Linked DNA regions of Mus musculus: region 2 is linked to region 1. A link is a contact called in public promoter capture Hi-C data. All regions are on one chromosome and are shown on one strand. The core of a region is the stretch at or near the end of the contact, and the rest is flanking DNA. Distances in the headings are between cores, read along the strand shown.

Region 1 (6,613 bases), core at 2,354-4,853:
TGTCAGAGATCCAAAACAAGTTTTAGATGTAATATAATACTCCTTTGAAATTAGTGAAAAGTCTTTATTGCATGTTTCCTTTCCTTTAATACTAAAATACAATGTCCTTTGAAATTTTCCCTTAGAAATAGCCTATCATTTTGAAAAAAGTAACTCAATTGGCACATTAAAGTATACCATGTTCCCAAACTAGCAACACGAAAAATGCTTTCCTGTCAGCACTTGGGAAGGCCAGCCTGCTCTACAAAGCCACCACCCTCCCCCCACAAAAAAAAAAAAAGAGAGAGAGAGAGAAAGAAAAGAAAAGAATGCCTTATTGATCTTACTGATCTGCTGATATGCCTTTACATACACTGTTTCAAAATCCAGGGGTGGTAGCATAATTATAATCTTAGAACTTGGTAGGCTGAGGCAGGAGGATCACAAAAGAGGAAGTACATAGGAGGGGACGGAGGGGAAAGAAGAAAAGGAAAATGATCTATTATTTCAAAAAAAAATGGGCTGGCGAGATGGCTCAGTGGTTAAAAGCACCAACTGCTCTTCCAAAGGTCCTGAGTTCAATTCCCAGTAACCACTTGGTGGCTCACAACCATCTGTAATGGGATCTGATGCCCTCTTCTGGGGTGCCTGAAGACAGCTACAGAGTACTTACACATTATAAATAAATAAATCTTAAAATAAAATAAAATAAAATATAAAAACAAAACAAGATTGTTTTTCTTCCAGAGGCCATGAATTCAATCTCAACGCCCACTTCTGGCAGCTCATGACTTGTAGCTCTAGCTAGCAGCTCCAGGAAATCTAATGCCCTTTTCTGGACTCCAAGGACATTCACACACACATGGCATACACTCATACAGACATATAAAAATTACATAAAAAATATTTTTCAAAATGTTTAAGGTCAGCCAGGCAGTGGTGGCACACGCCTTTAATCCCAGCACTTGGGAGGCAGAGGCAGGCGGATTTCTAAGTTCGAGGCCAGCCTGGTCTACAAAGTGCATTCCAGGACAGCCAGAGCTATACAGAAAAACCCTGTCTCGAAAAAAAAAAACAAAAACAAAAAGTTTAATATATATATATCTCAACTCCAGGGCTAGCCTGGACTACAAAAGAGACTGTCTCAAAAATAATAATATATTTGTTTCAGTTATGAAATACTAACTATATGGTTATTTTCCCCCAAGACGTTTGAAAGACTTAATAATAGTAATTCTCATTGTCCCTATTATCTGTCAAACATCACACTAAATGATTTTCACATTTAATCCTCATGGGGGGAAAAAATCAATTTAAGAGCTTTTTTCCTCCTCTTTTATTTATTTAGTATGGGGGGGGGTTGGTCTTCCTCAACTGCTTCTCTAGCTTATTTTTTTTAATTTTGTCTTACGTGTATGGGTGTTTTGCCTATTACCCCTTGAATGCCTTGGTGCCCCCTGAGGCCACAGCAGGGCATCAGATGGCTGGAGCTGGGGTTACAGACAGTTGTGAGCACCCATGTGTGTAACCAAACCAAGATCTTCTGGAAGAGCAGCCAGTGTTCTTAACACTAAGCCAGCCCTCCTGCCCCTACATTTTTCCAAACAGGGTGTCTCATGGAACCTGAAGCTCACCAAATGGCTGGCAAGCCCCAGTAATCTTCCTGTATCCACCTCCTCAGTACTGGGGTGCCAGGATCTTTCATATGGATGCTGGAGTCTGAACTTAGATGTTTTTGCTTGCACCATAAGCACTTTCACAACTCAGCCACCACCCTAGCTCTAATTGCTCTCTTTCAAACATACACATTGTGAGGGTTATAATGAGGCATTGATTTAAATCAAGCTGTAAACCCTGAATATTGCCCTACATAAGATCTTTACACATCATTATCCCATCTGACATAGGCCACTTTGTCAGAACAAAGACATCCATAAATAGACATTAACCTAGGACCTCACGAATCCTAGACAAGGATTCTACCACTGAGCTTAAATTAACCCCAGCCCCATTTTTATTTTTGTTTGAGATAGTCTCATTAACTTACTTAGTCTGGTGCCGGGGAGATGGCTCAGTGGTTAGAACACTTGCTGCTTCTGCAGAGGACTACGGTTCATTCCCAGCACCCACACAGAGGTTCACAACTACCTGTAACTCCAGCTCCAGGGGATCTGACACCTGCCTCCAGCCTCTGGGCACCAGGCACACATGTGGTGCACAGACATGCATGCAGACAAAACATCCATAGACATAAAATAATAAGTATTTTTAAAGTTACTTAGATTGGTCTTAAACTTGTGATCCTGCCTCAGACTCCTGAGTAGCCGGATGATAGGCCCGTACCGTTGAGAAAAGCATTTTAATTATAATTAGTGTTATTAAATTTATCTTACAATACTGTATTAAGAAAAGAAAAACTGGTAAAACTAAAAATAAAAAAATAAAAAAATTCACAGTATATTAAAAACTCCAAACAAATGATCAATTATGAACCACATATAGTTTTATCACAATGTCCCTAGTACTAAGTCAATGCTAATCAATCAAAGTCAACATTCAAATATTTATTGAAGGATTACTACAATATAATAAGGGCATTTCTATGAACTCCTATAGCTAGGAGCTACAGCTCTAGAAACTAATATAATGATTTACCTATAAATTTTTATTTACCTTTACTATGATTTATCTATATATTTATAGATGTTATAAATAGTGATTTATCTATAGATATAAACAATATATAAATAAATAGATTATATATATCCAATATATATATATTTACCCAATCTCCCACTGGTTTGTTTGTTCCATTGATTGATTTTTGGTGGGGTTTTGTTGTTTGTTTGAGACAGGGTCTCAGTATGTAATCTGGAACTCACTATACAGACCGAGCCAGCTTCTGCCTCTCAATGCTCGGATTACAAGTGTGCACCACCATGTACAGCTCTTACTACTCCTTTAATTAAAAGTAAATCTTGATTCTGCTATGATTAGGCCAAACTCTTTTCACCATAACTAAAAATAATGAATAGCCAAGCCAGTTGGACTAGACCCAATTAAAAACATAAAAGCTGTCTATATCTTAAAATTTAGAAAAAAAAATTACCCACCTAAATTAACTCTACTATAACTAAAAAAACTAAAATACTACTTCTTTTCTCTCAAAATTTCTCCCAAATACAAGTGTTCATAACTCTAGAAATCAAGACTTGAGAACATATTGAAAAAAAAAAACTGTTTTAATTTTAAGCTTACTTATGAGATTTTATGACCATTTCCTGCTAACATTTTACTAAAATGGTTAACCTGAGCAGTTGTTTCCTAGGTAACTACCTCTAGAGACTATGTTCTAGCCTTAGCACTACACTGTTCAGAGATACGTTAAATTTTATAGAGGGAAAAAAAATCTAGGAAATCAGCAACTGTTCCTATGTGAAAAATTAGCTTAAAGACAAAACAAACAAACAAACAATTTAAAGAGGTGGCAGGTGACAGCTCAGACAACCCTATTCAAGTTTATGAATGATCTACTCCTCAGGACGGCAGGACTTAATAATGCAAATGAGCACAGAGGAAACTGTCAGCTGCATTATGCGTCGGACCAATAGAAGCACAGCTCCATCTTGGCTGTGCACCAGACCGCATTACAAACAGACGGTACCATCGCTTCAACAGCATCTTTCCAGACAAGAGGTAGGTTTATTTGATCCTTTTTATTCAGTAGCTCATACCCTTATAAAACAGTAAAAAAATATTTTACCATGAAAGCCAGAAAGCACTATGCCTGCTAAAGACGTAAAAACAATGTATTAACCCATTATTTGGTAAGATTTTATCATGAAAATGCCGACTGCCTCATGCTATTTGATAAGCATCCTTACCATCTGTGCCTTAATGGAAATTCATTACATTTCCTACCAATCTGATCTCCACCCAGACCTTAAGTAGGACAAAAGCATTTGATGTTTAACCTGAGTCTTTGCTAATTTCATTTTCTCAAAGCAAATTTATTTCAGCAGTCTGGTCTGTCTTAACAAAGGATGTTTCTCAAAGGAAAAAAATCTAAAATAGCAAAGCCTTTGGCTAAAGCTTTCTGATTATATGTACAAATTATATTGGCTGGTAAAAAGCAGTTACAAGAAAGCTTGTATATCAACAAAGGAGAAGATAATTCAAATTATTTATATTTGACTTTGAGTACTAATGTAGAGAAAGCAAAGAAAATGCCAGTTATAATTTTTATATAAAAATTTTTAACATGTATCATTATGTGAGTCATATTATATTGTAAGCAGAGATAATTTATAAATCATCAGATTTTCCTAACATCTTAGTTAAAATAATTCCTCACAGTAAAATCTTACAATACAAGCCATGCTATCAAACAAAAATCTTTTAAAATGTCCTTAAATTACAAGGCACACAAAAATGTAAAGTAACTAGGTTACTCTAAACAGGTACTGATCCACACAAATTCAGTCTTTCTGATAAAGCACATCTTAAAATCCAGTGTGTCCTAGGAGAGCTGGCTAAGGTACAACAGTGACTCTCCCTAGTAAAATCACTTCCCCAGCTCATAATCATCCACATTTCTGCACACAGTATCTAGAGATGTCAGCCCTACTCAGCAGATGCCAGTTCTGCAAGTACTTAACAATCTAAACATCCAACTCTGCCCTTTACCTGGATGCTAAGTATATTTACTCCTAGGTTCTTTTATTTTTAACTTCTGCTTTTCTTTCTATTCCTTCTGTTTCTTAGCATTCAGGTTACACAGACAGATTATCTCTTGAAAAACTCAAAAGGTTGCTGTAACAAGATACTAGACCTCTCAAGTTCGGCACAGCAGGTTAATTACCTAGAAACCATTCTGCTTACCATACAGTATGGGAGCCAAGTAATATTAAAATAACTAACAATTAACAGTTAATTTATGGTTTATATTTTCAAATTGCCTTAAGACTCATTAACAGACTACATTTTCATATAGTCTATATCTATTATTAGCATACATGGAGGTTCATCATCTTTCAAGTATACCTTATCTCAGAGTCTCAGAGTCTGAACTCAATTAGTGGTTCTATAATTTAAAGGCTAGTACAATTAACTGATCATATTTCAAAGTGATGTGCTTAAAAGTGCCAGAGAATTTAATTTACCAATTTTCACCATAACTAGAGCTAAATCATAACTTCTAATCTGGTGATCCAGGGTCACAAAACCAATCCCCATAAATATCCCACTGGGGCCTTTTGAAAATGATAGAAAAATAGGTACAAGGAATATAGCAAAAATAACATAAAACAAAACCTAACTAAAAATATGACTTTCGCTGGGCAGTGGTGGCGCACGCCTTTAATCCCTTTAACTTGGGAGGCAGAGGCAGGTGGATTTCTGAGTTCGAGGCCAGCCTGGTCTACAGAGTGAGTTCCAGGACAGCCACGGCTATACAGAGAAACCCTGTCTTGAAAAAACAAAAAAACAAAACAAAAAAAAATAATAATAATAATAATAATAATATGATCTTCTTTCAAGCTTCCCATTTCTATAATAAAATTATAAAGGGGGATCCACAAAGTACAGACTGTTATTGATTGTATTTTTAATCAGTTTCTCCCAGTTTTTATAATATGCTTACAGCACTTCCTTTATACAAATTTAATTTTCACTTGGAAAATGTAGTCCAGAATAGGACAACCTCATGGTATACTTCTTTCAGGTGCTAAGTACACCAAATCCATTGCCATAAGATGTAGTCTTTACCTAAAAACTAACACACACAAAGCCTACTGGAGCTTTTCTATACTTTGGAGCAGCACACACTTAACTGAAGGGCAGTGAGGCCTGCTATCCAGGTTTACTTGTTTCGGGTGTCCAGAAGTGAACTAAAGCAACACTGTTTTGAATTCCCATCAGCTTCAACACTGTCCACAGTGGCAAAGTGTCATAGCATATACATAAACTCAGTCACTGTTGTACAATGACTACAGTAACTCTTACATAAGAAAGTATTTAACAGAAGACTTGATTACAGCTTCAGAGGGTTAGTCCATTATCATCATGGTGGGGAACATGGCAGCATACAGGCAGGTACGGGAGCAATAACTCAGAGTACATCCTGATCCACAGGGAAAGAGCCTGGCTGGGCCTCGGAATGTGCTATTGAAACCTCAGAGCCCACCTCCAGTGACAAACTTCCTCCAACAAGGCCACACCTCCTAATCCTAATCATGACACTCTCTGGTGACTGGAATAATTGAATATATGAGCATATGGGGAACCATTCTTACTCATATATACTCCTCCTTAAACTGCTTAGACACTTTCAGCAAAACACATAAATACCTTTTGTAAACATTCTGTTACTCCATGGTCACGGCAAATCATTATATGAATGTTCATATGTAACTAAAGTACACTGTCTAGGGTCAGTATATAAGACAGTGACAGAGTGCTCCCCAGCCCTGGGTTTGATAGTTTCCTGAAATCCGAGTCTTTCTATCCATCACTATTACCTCTGTTCTTCAAAAAGAATCTGAAAACTCATTTATGTTAACATAAAAGCAACTGTGACAATATGTGGTCTCCTTGCAAGAATATTCACATTATACTATTGTAAAGTCACATGGGA
Region 2 (6,613 bases), core at 1,566-4,065, 2.3 Mb before region 1:
TGCTGGCTAGATTCCTCTCCTCCCAATACACCCAAATAGCCCATTCCTTCTCTATCAGATCTTCCAAAAGAAGTCACAGGCTTTTAACAAGCAGAGGAATCACGCCAGGCTATTTCTCTCTCCTATAGTCACCAGCCTCAGAGAGCTAAATGTTTGCTGCTAAGTTTTATAAGGGGTGCAGTTGCAGGGTGGGAGGCGGAGGGGTGGGGGAGAGTGGGTGGGTGGAGGAAATGTTTTGTTTTAGTCTTCAGAGAAGTTGAGTTTGCCATTCTAAGGGCCAGATTTGTATGGGAAGCCTGACTAGACCTTCCAGGTCACAGCAAAGCCACGTTGCGGGCCCATGTCTACTGTAGGCAAGACTCCAGTGACCCTCAGTGGGCTTTGGGGAGACAGCTGTGTGGGGCTCCTGGGAAGCTAGCTCCAGGGCAGGCTGGGGGAGCTGTGGGGATGACATCCAATGGCTTCCTCAGAGGTTGCTGCACACAGTCACACAGGTCAAATTTGGGGTGGCCTCATCTCATTTCCTCTTTAACAGGCAATCCAGAACACCCAGACACCCCACTTTGTAAGGCTCCTCCCTCCTTTCCATTTTTTTTGTTTGTTTTTGTGTGTGGTTTTTTTTTTCCTTTTTTTTTTTTTTTTTTTTTTTTTTTTTGCCATCAGCTTCTGACAGCCTGGGGAGTTCAGTAGGCTCTTGATTATTGTACTGTACTGCCAGAAGCTACCTTGAGAGCACTCACTCACTCACGGGCACTCCTTTGCTCTCTTCCACAACTCTGACATTTTCCTGCAGGCTGACCACCACATGGGTCACACAACTGCCCAGAAACACAGAGTATCTTTAAGAGAAGTCGCTGAATATGAGTAACAAAGGAAACCCCGGGCTGCCCACTGTCACTGACTCATTGTGTCCTGTTAAAACTGGCTCCTTAGGCTCTGCAAACAGACATTCCCAGCTTGTCTTTGGAGCTAGAGCAGCCCTTCTAGGCCTGGAACTGTCTCCTGTTTGCTTTCAGGGAAAAGATGATGAACTATGCAAATGACTCTCAGAGCAGGAGTAGAGAGAGCCCTGGGTAGTGCCAGCTCTGCACAGCCTGGGAATGGCACCTTCTCACATGCCTACCTCAGAGGGTAGGTGCAGAATTATGCAAATGATCCCATTTCTCAGTGAGAGGCTGCAAGTGTAAGATCAGGAAAAGATCCGCAGCCTTCTTTGTGATCCAAGTCACAATAACAGAGCTTTGCCTCTGCAAACTTCGGGGCGCTACGATTTACAAGGCTGAGCTGTCAGATACACTCCCACCCCCATCTCAAAAAGAATCCGAAGAATCAGGGTGGCCAGATCCTAAGTATTCAGGTCAAAACCCCTCTTATTTGCACCCAAATTTGCTCATGCCTTACTTGATAGAATTCCACAATTTTCCATCTAAATAATATTGCTTCTTGTATTTTACAAAAAAAAAATAATAATGCAACCCCCCAAAGGTATAGTATGTATGGAAAGTATATAGATTAATGCATTATATTCCATTAGCCAGCGTGGTCTAGGGAGAAAGCAGGACATGACTACCCTAACACCCCACCTCACCCCAGCCCCAGCACTGAGGGTATATAATGGTATCTACATATCTTTTTATTTTCTACTTTCTGAGCAATCATAGTAGGAGGAGTGTGGACTTGAAGCCTGCAGTCTGATCCAATAAGGGGAGCAAAGTTCTGAGGGACCCTAGGAAAGCCAACTTGCTTTCTCTGGGGCCTCCTGTCAAATCTCCTCAGAAGGGGCTGTAAGGTAGAGTTGAGAACTGTGATCAGTTAAGCCTTTCCAACCTGAGTCTGAACTGAATCCGTTGCAAAACTCCTCAGCCTTAGACCTTTGGGCTCTACAATAGGCTCTGCAAAACCATGGTTGAGCTTTACCTGGGAGAACAGACACAGTGAGCGAGCGCTGTGGGCTGAGAATTGCTCAGCCGCCTCCATTCGCATTCCCAGGACTCACACACAAGCAGAGATTCTATTTTCCAAGGGTAAGCGTGCTTGCGTGTGCATGTGGGTGCATGTGGGTGTGTGCGCCCGGCTGCAGAGGGGACATCACAAGCAAAGGTTGGGAGCTAGCTCCAGGTATGGAATGATCACCAAGGTTCATCAAACAGATAGCACCTTCCTTCAGAGATCAGCTGCAGCCTAAAGGTGGCTTCCCTGGACCCCCAATTCGTCACCTCCGGGTCTGGCCGGAGCAGCCCGAACGGCCTCTGCCCCTCTGCTCCTTTGACAATACTCACTGCAAAAGGAGCAGTTCCCAACACACAAAACAGAGCAGCCAGACCAGCAAGACCAGTAAAACCATTACAGCAGTCGATCACCCTTCCCGGAACTCCAAGGAAAAGTTTCCCAGTTTCAAAGCGAGCGTTTCTCAAAAGAATTGAAAATACCCCTCCGACTCCCCAGCTTTCCCGTCTCGGAACCTGCACCGAGGGCACAACCCTGAGCACGAGGTCCGGACTCTCCACGCGCTCCGGATCGGTAGCCTGTCACCCCTGGGGACGCCAGCAGGGGCTGGCCCGCCGGGCCACCGCAGCGACTCTGCGAAAGCCCCTGGGCCGCCACGTTCGTCAGACAAAAAGCGGCGGGATCTGGAGAGAGAGTGGTGGGCTCACCTGGGGTCTGCGGTCTCGCAGCCTCGCCGTCGGTGACCCAGCAGTCCGTTGCCCCGCCGGACGCCTCGGAGCATTGTCTTTAGCGTGTCTGCGCGGAGTGCTTGCCCAGCCGCGGGCGGCTGACTTCTGCCTGGGCCCGGCGGCCGGGTGGCAGCTGCGATCGCGGCTCCGCCCCCTCCGCCTCGGGTGACGCCGCCCGCTCCGCTCCCGCCGCACCCCCGCAGTCCTTGCCGCTGCCCCGCGTCTCCACCGGGCCTGCGCGTCCCGCCACTCTGCTCGTCCCCAGTCCAGGAGGGCGGGCGATCGCCCCTGCCCAGGTCCCTAGGAACTCCGCACCGCGCCCCGCCCCCTCGCTCGCCACAGCGAGGCTCCGCCCCCAGCCCGAGCCTTGGCGCCCCTAGACCTGGAGCTGAGCCCCCCAGAGCGTCCCCAGCTCAATCCCAGCTCAGCGCAGTTCTGCTTGGAAGATCTCTGGTGCTCCCAGCTTTCCTTAACCACAATGCACAGATAGGTGTGTCTGTCGGAGTAAATGCATTCTCATCCCTCCACCCAGCCGACCCTAGGAGACCCTGGTAGGGAGGGAGCAAAAGAACGAAACATGGAAGAGAGGGGATCCGGAGTACAATAATAAGATCTAGGGCGGTGGGCTCTGAAAGAGGCGTGAGCGCCTTCACTGCCACGTACTGTTATCCTAGGAGAACCACAAGCCGGCTGGAGCAGGGCTGGCTGAGAGATTTCAGGTCCTGCTCAGCTCCTCATGTCCAGGCCTCTAGCAAATGGCTCAGCACATCTCTTTGAACTTTAGTGTTTTAACAGTGGAATGCAAATGTTGGCCTGGAGGACCGGCCTTCAATCATGCTGGGGCACCCAGGTCCTCCACCTGTGTTTACACCGCTTCCAGTGCGTGAGTCACTGGCTGAGATACAAGGAGTTCAAGATATTGTTCCTCGGGCGAAAAATCTTTTTTAACTCTCAGGAGAGGGCCAGCCAGTCGCCTCCCTTCCTCCAGCTGCCTGAGTAGGACAGACTTGCACCTTGCCCTGGGTGTTCCCTAAGAAGCCAGGCACTGAAGTTACTGCTCAGGGCCAAGCCTGAGTGAAAACGGAATCCTCCCCCGCACCCCCCCCTCAACACATCTGGTTGCTTCCCTTTGCTTTACAGAGGCAGCGCGGTGTTACATCCTTAATCAGGATGATTCCACGGAGAGAAGGAAGGCACCACTCAGACCCTCCCCCTCTTCGCCTTTATGTGGTGTTAACACTGGCAGCGCTATATAGAATATGAAAGAGGAAGAAGACATGTTTTGGATATGTGTGGCTTCTATGTAAGGAGTGCAAAGGGACCATAAGGAGAATTTACTTATCATTCAATGTCCCTCATTACCCATTTAAGTACGGAAAGACTGATAGGAAGGTGAATAGGAGTCGTACTAACATTCATGAAGAACCTACTACGTGCCAGGCAACGTCACAGGGCAGGGTTAGCACATTTGACACAGCATAACACAGGTCCAGAAGGGTCCTATCCTTTGCCAGGGCTCCTCAGGTGAAAAGTGGTAGTGTTGAGATGGGAACCAAGAGCTGCCTGATTCCACCGAGAGTCCACCACATTGCCCTACCAGTCAATCATTTCAACAAGTACATAAGGAAAACTCTGGTGGAACGGCGCCAGCAGCATTACATTCTCCTGAGGGGTCCAGTCTACTTATGAAGACACCAGAGGGGAAAGTGCCAACAAGCAGACAGGTACAAAATGGTTTGCACTGGACAAACACAATCCGGACCCAAGAGGGGCTTTCAGTTCAGTGACACTGGGCCCTCTCATGGGGATTTTGGATCATTCATGGCTCTCAGCATTCAGCTCCCCACATCTTTCAGTCCTCTCCAGGGGGCATAGACACTTCCCAGGATAAATAAAGGCCATGCCAAGCACATAAGAGACACTTCCACACTTTTTACTCTCTTTACCCAATTTATCCTTAATGCACAAAGAACCCAAAGAACACAATAAAGAAGCAAAGTTTGCAACACAGAGAGACCGCTGTGGTTCTATAGCATGGCACAGCAAGTGAAGGGTTAATTTGGAATTTCTGCTCAATAAATGGTTCCCAAATGGTTTGCTGGGCTTACAGGAGATAAATACACAATACTGCCACTGCTGATCCATAACATGGCTTTTTCTTTCCCCTTTTATGCCAGCTATGTGGCAGCAAAAAAGGCTTCAGCCTGCCTAATGAAAAACAAATCTTCAAAAGTGGCAAAGATGTATACAAAATACCACCCACTTGCACAGTGCCTGTCCTGCAGCTGTTCGGTGTGTTATAATTCCCTGTGAAACTGGTAAGCTCGTGCATGTGGTGGACGTTTGGCTTAGACTCGCACCCCGCACCCCGCACCCTGCAATGCAGTGCAATTTGTGTGTGCTCAGCACTTTGCATCTGGCGACTTGCTTTTCATGGTGTTTTCTACTCAGGGATGGAGCTCTTTGATACAGATCAGACCTTTTGTAAGAGCAATTCTCTTGGGTGTTTTAGTGCTTGGGCGCCATTCTGTACAAGAGAGCTGTTAAATTTTAGGAGATTGAGAGACAAGATTGAGACAGGGGTGCTTGGGGGTAAGGTAATGTAGTTTATAACTGAAGAACCAAAGAGGCAGAAGCAAGAAGTGTGTGCCATTAAATTATCCTAAGAAAACCGGAGCCGGGATATTTGAGAGGGCTCAGAGAGCATGTAGACTGGGCTAAAGAATTCTCATGCCCGGTCTTTCTCCATCTGGATGAAACAGAAATGCCTCTCACCTTAATGTCAGAAAGGTGTTCAATTTCAGTCCATTAATATTTATCGAGTTGCTTCTCCTTAGGAAGTTATAGGGAAAAAGTAAGAGACAAATAGAAGCACTCGGAAGGGAATGGAAGTGAGTCAGGTAGGGAGAGAGAGAGAGAGAGAGAGAGAGAGAGAGAGAGAGAGAGAGAGAGAGAGAGAGTTTTCATGGAGGAAGGGGCCTTTGTAATGAGAAAGGTTGCTATTTTGGGACAATGGGGACTTTCCAGACTGAAGGAATGGTATCTCTACAAAGGAATGGATTTGGGAGTGCCCCCCCCCCCCCGACTTCGATGGCAGTCTGGCAGGAGTATGAGGACAAGAGACACAGCACAGTGTAAGGTGACACTGGGTGGAAAGAGCTGGCTTGCCGGTGAGCCAATAAGAAAGCACAGGCATTTCTGCAACAGAGTGATGTCATCTAAGGTGGTTTCTCTTCAGGGTTCCTTGGATCTTGCCTTCCAGGTGGACTAGGAAGTGGGGAAAAAGATTAGAAATAAGAAGCATGACAGTTTCTATCCTGGGTCCAGATGGGAGACAGTGACCTTTGATAGGGACACGGCAAGGAGGTGAGCAAGGACAGCTTCTTTCGAGAGATTCAGACTTGGAGAGAACTGCAGGACTGATTGACCGAGTGCCATATTTACTAGCTTCCTCAATGAAGCATTGGCTGTGTCAAGCTGAAAGTGCACAATGATGAATGTGGAGTTTCTCATGTGAACCTCACCGAACTACTGTGTAGAGGGCATGGAGAATGAAGACAAGGAATTAAAGATTCCTAGCAGATTTCTAATCACAATGTATGGATAGGATGGTAGCATCCTTACTACAAATACGAACGTCAGTGGGATAGAGCTTAGGGGTAGAAAGCCTGCCTGGCAGGCAGGAGAGCCCGCATGCAATCCCCAGTAGCCATGTGGCAGAGACAAGGATGGCACTGAAGTCCTGAGAGGGGTACGGGGAGGCATATCATATAAGGAGGCATATCAATAAGGAACAAAAAACAACACAGAGACATGGAGGGTTGGGGGACACAGCAGCCTAGAATAGACCATGAAAAAGGAACTTTAGCCCCTTTTCCTCCAAACTTTGAAAATCCTGACTGAAGAGAGCCTGTCTGAATAGAAGTCTTTGAAGAATA

What was found. Promoter capture Hi-C pulls out the DNA fragments that hold promoters and counts their contacts.
Region 2: a contact with region 1 is called in a promoter capture Hi-C map of pre-B cells, with 6 times the contacts expected there. The contact joins the promoter of Prag1 here to the promoter of Smim18 in region 1. A contact is called at or near these places in 1 of 39 promoter capture datasets (pre-B cells) and 2 of 9 other capture datasets (adipose tissue and liver).

Annotation. Positions count from the first base shown.
Region 1 is chr8:33,744,760-33,751,372 of GRCm38.p6, reverse strand. It overlaps Smim18 (small integral membrane protein 18), which reads left to right and starts at 3,603. Exons shown (of 2, transcript NM_001206849.1): 1 at 3,603-3,675. All of the region lies in intron 2 of Gtf2e2 (general transcription factor II E, polypeptide 2 (beta subunit)), which reads right to left.
Region 2 is chr8:36,091,030-36,097,642 of GRCm38.p6, reverse strand. Prag1 (PEAK1 related kinase activating pseudokinase 1) reads right to left here and starts at 2,815. Exons shown (of 6, transcript NM_172911.3): 1 at 2,655-2,815.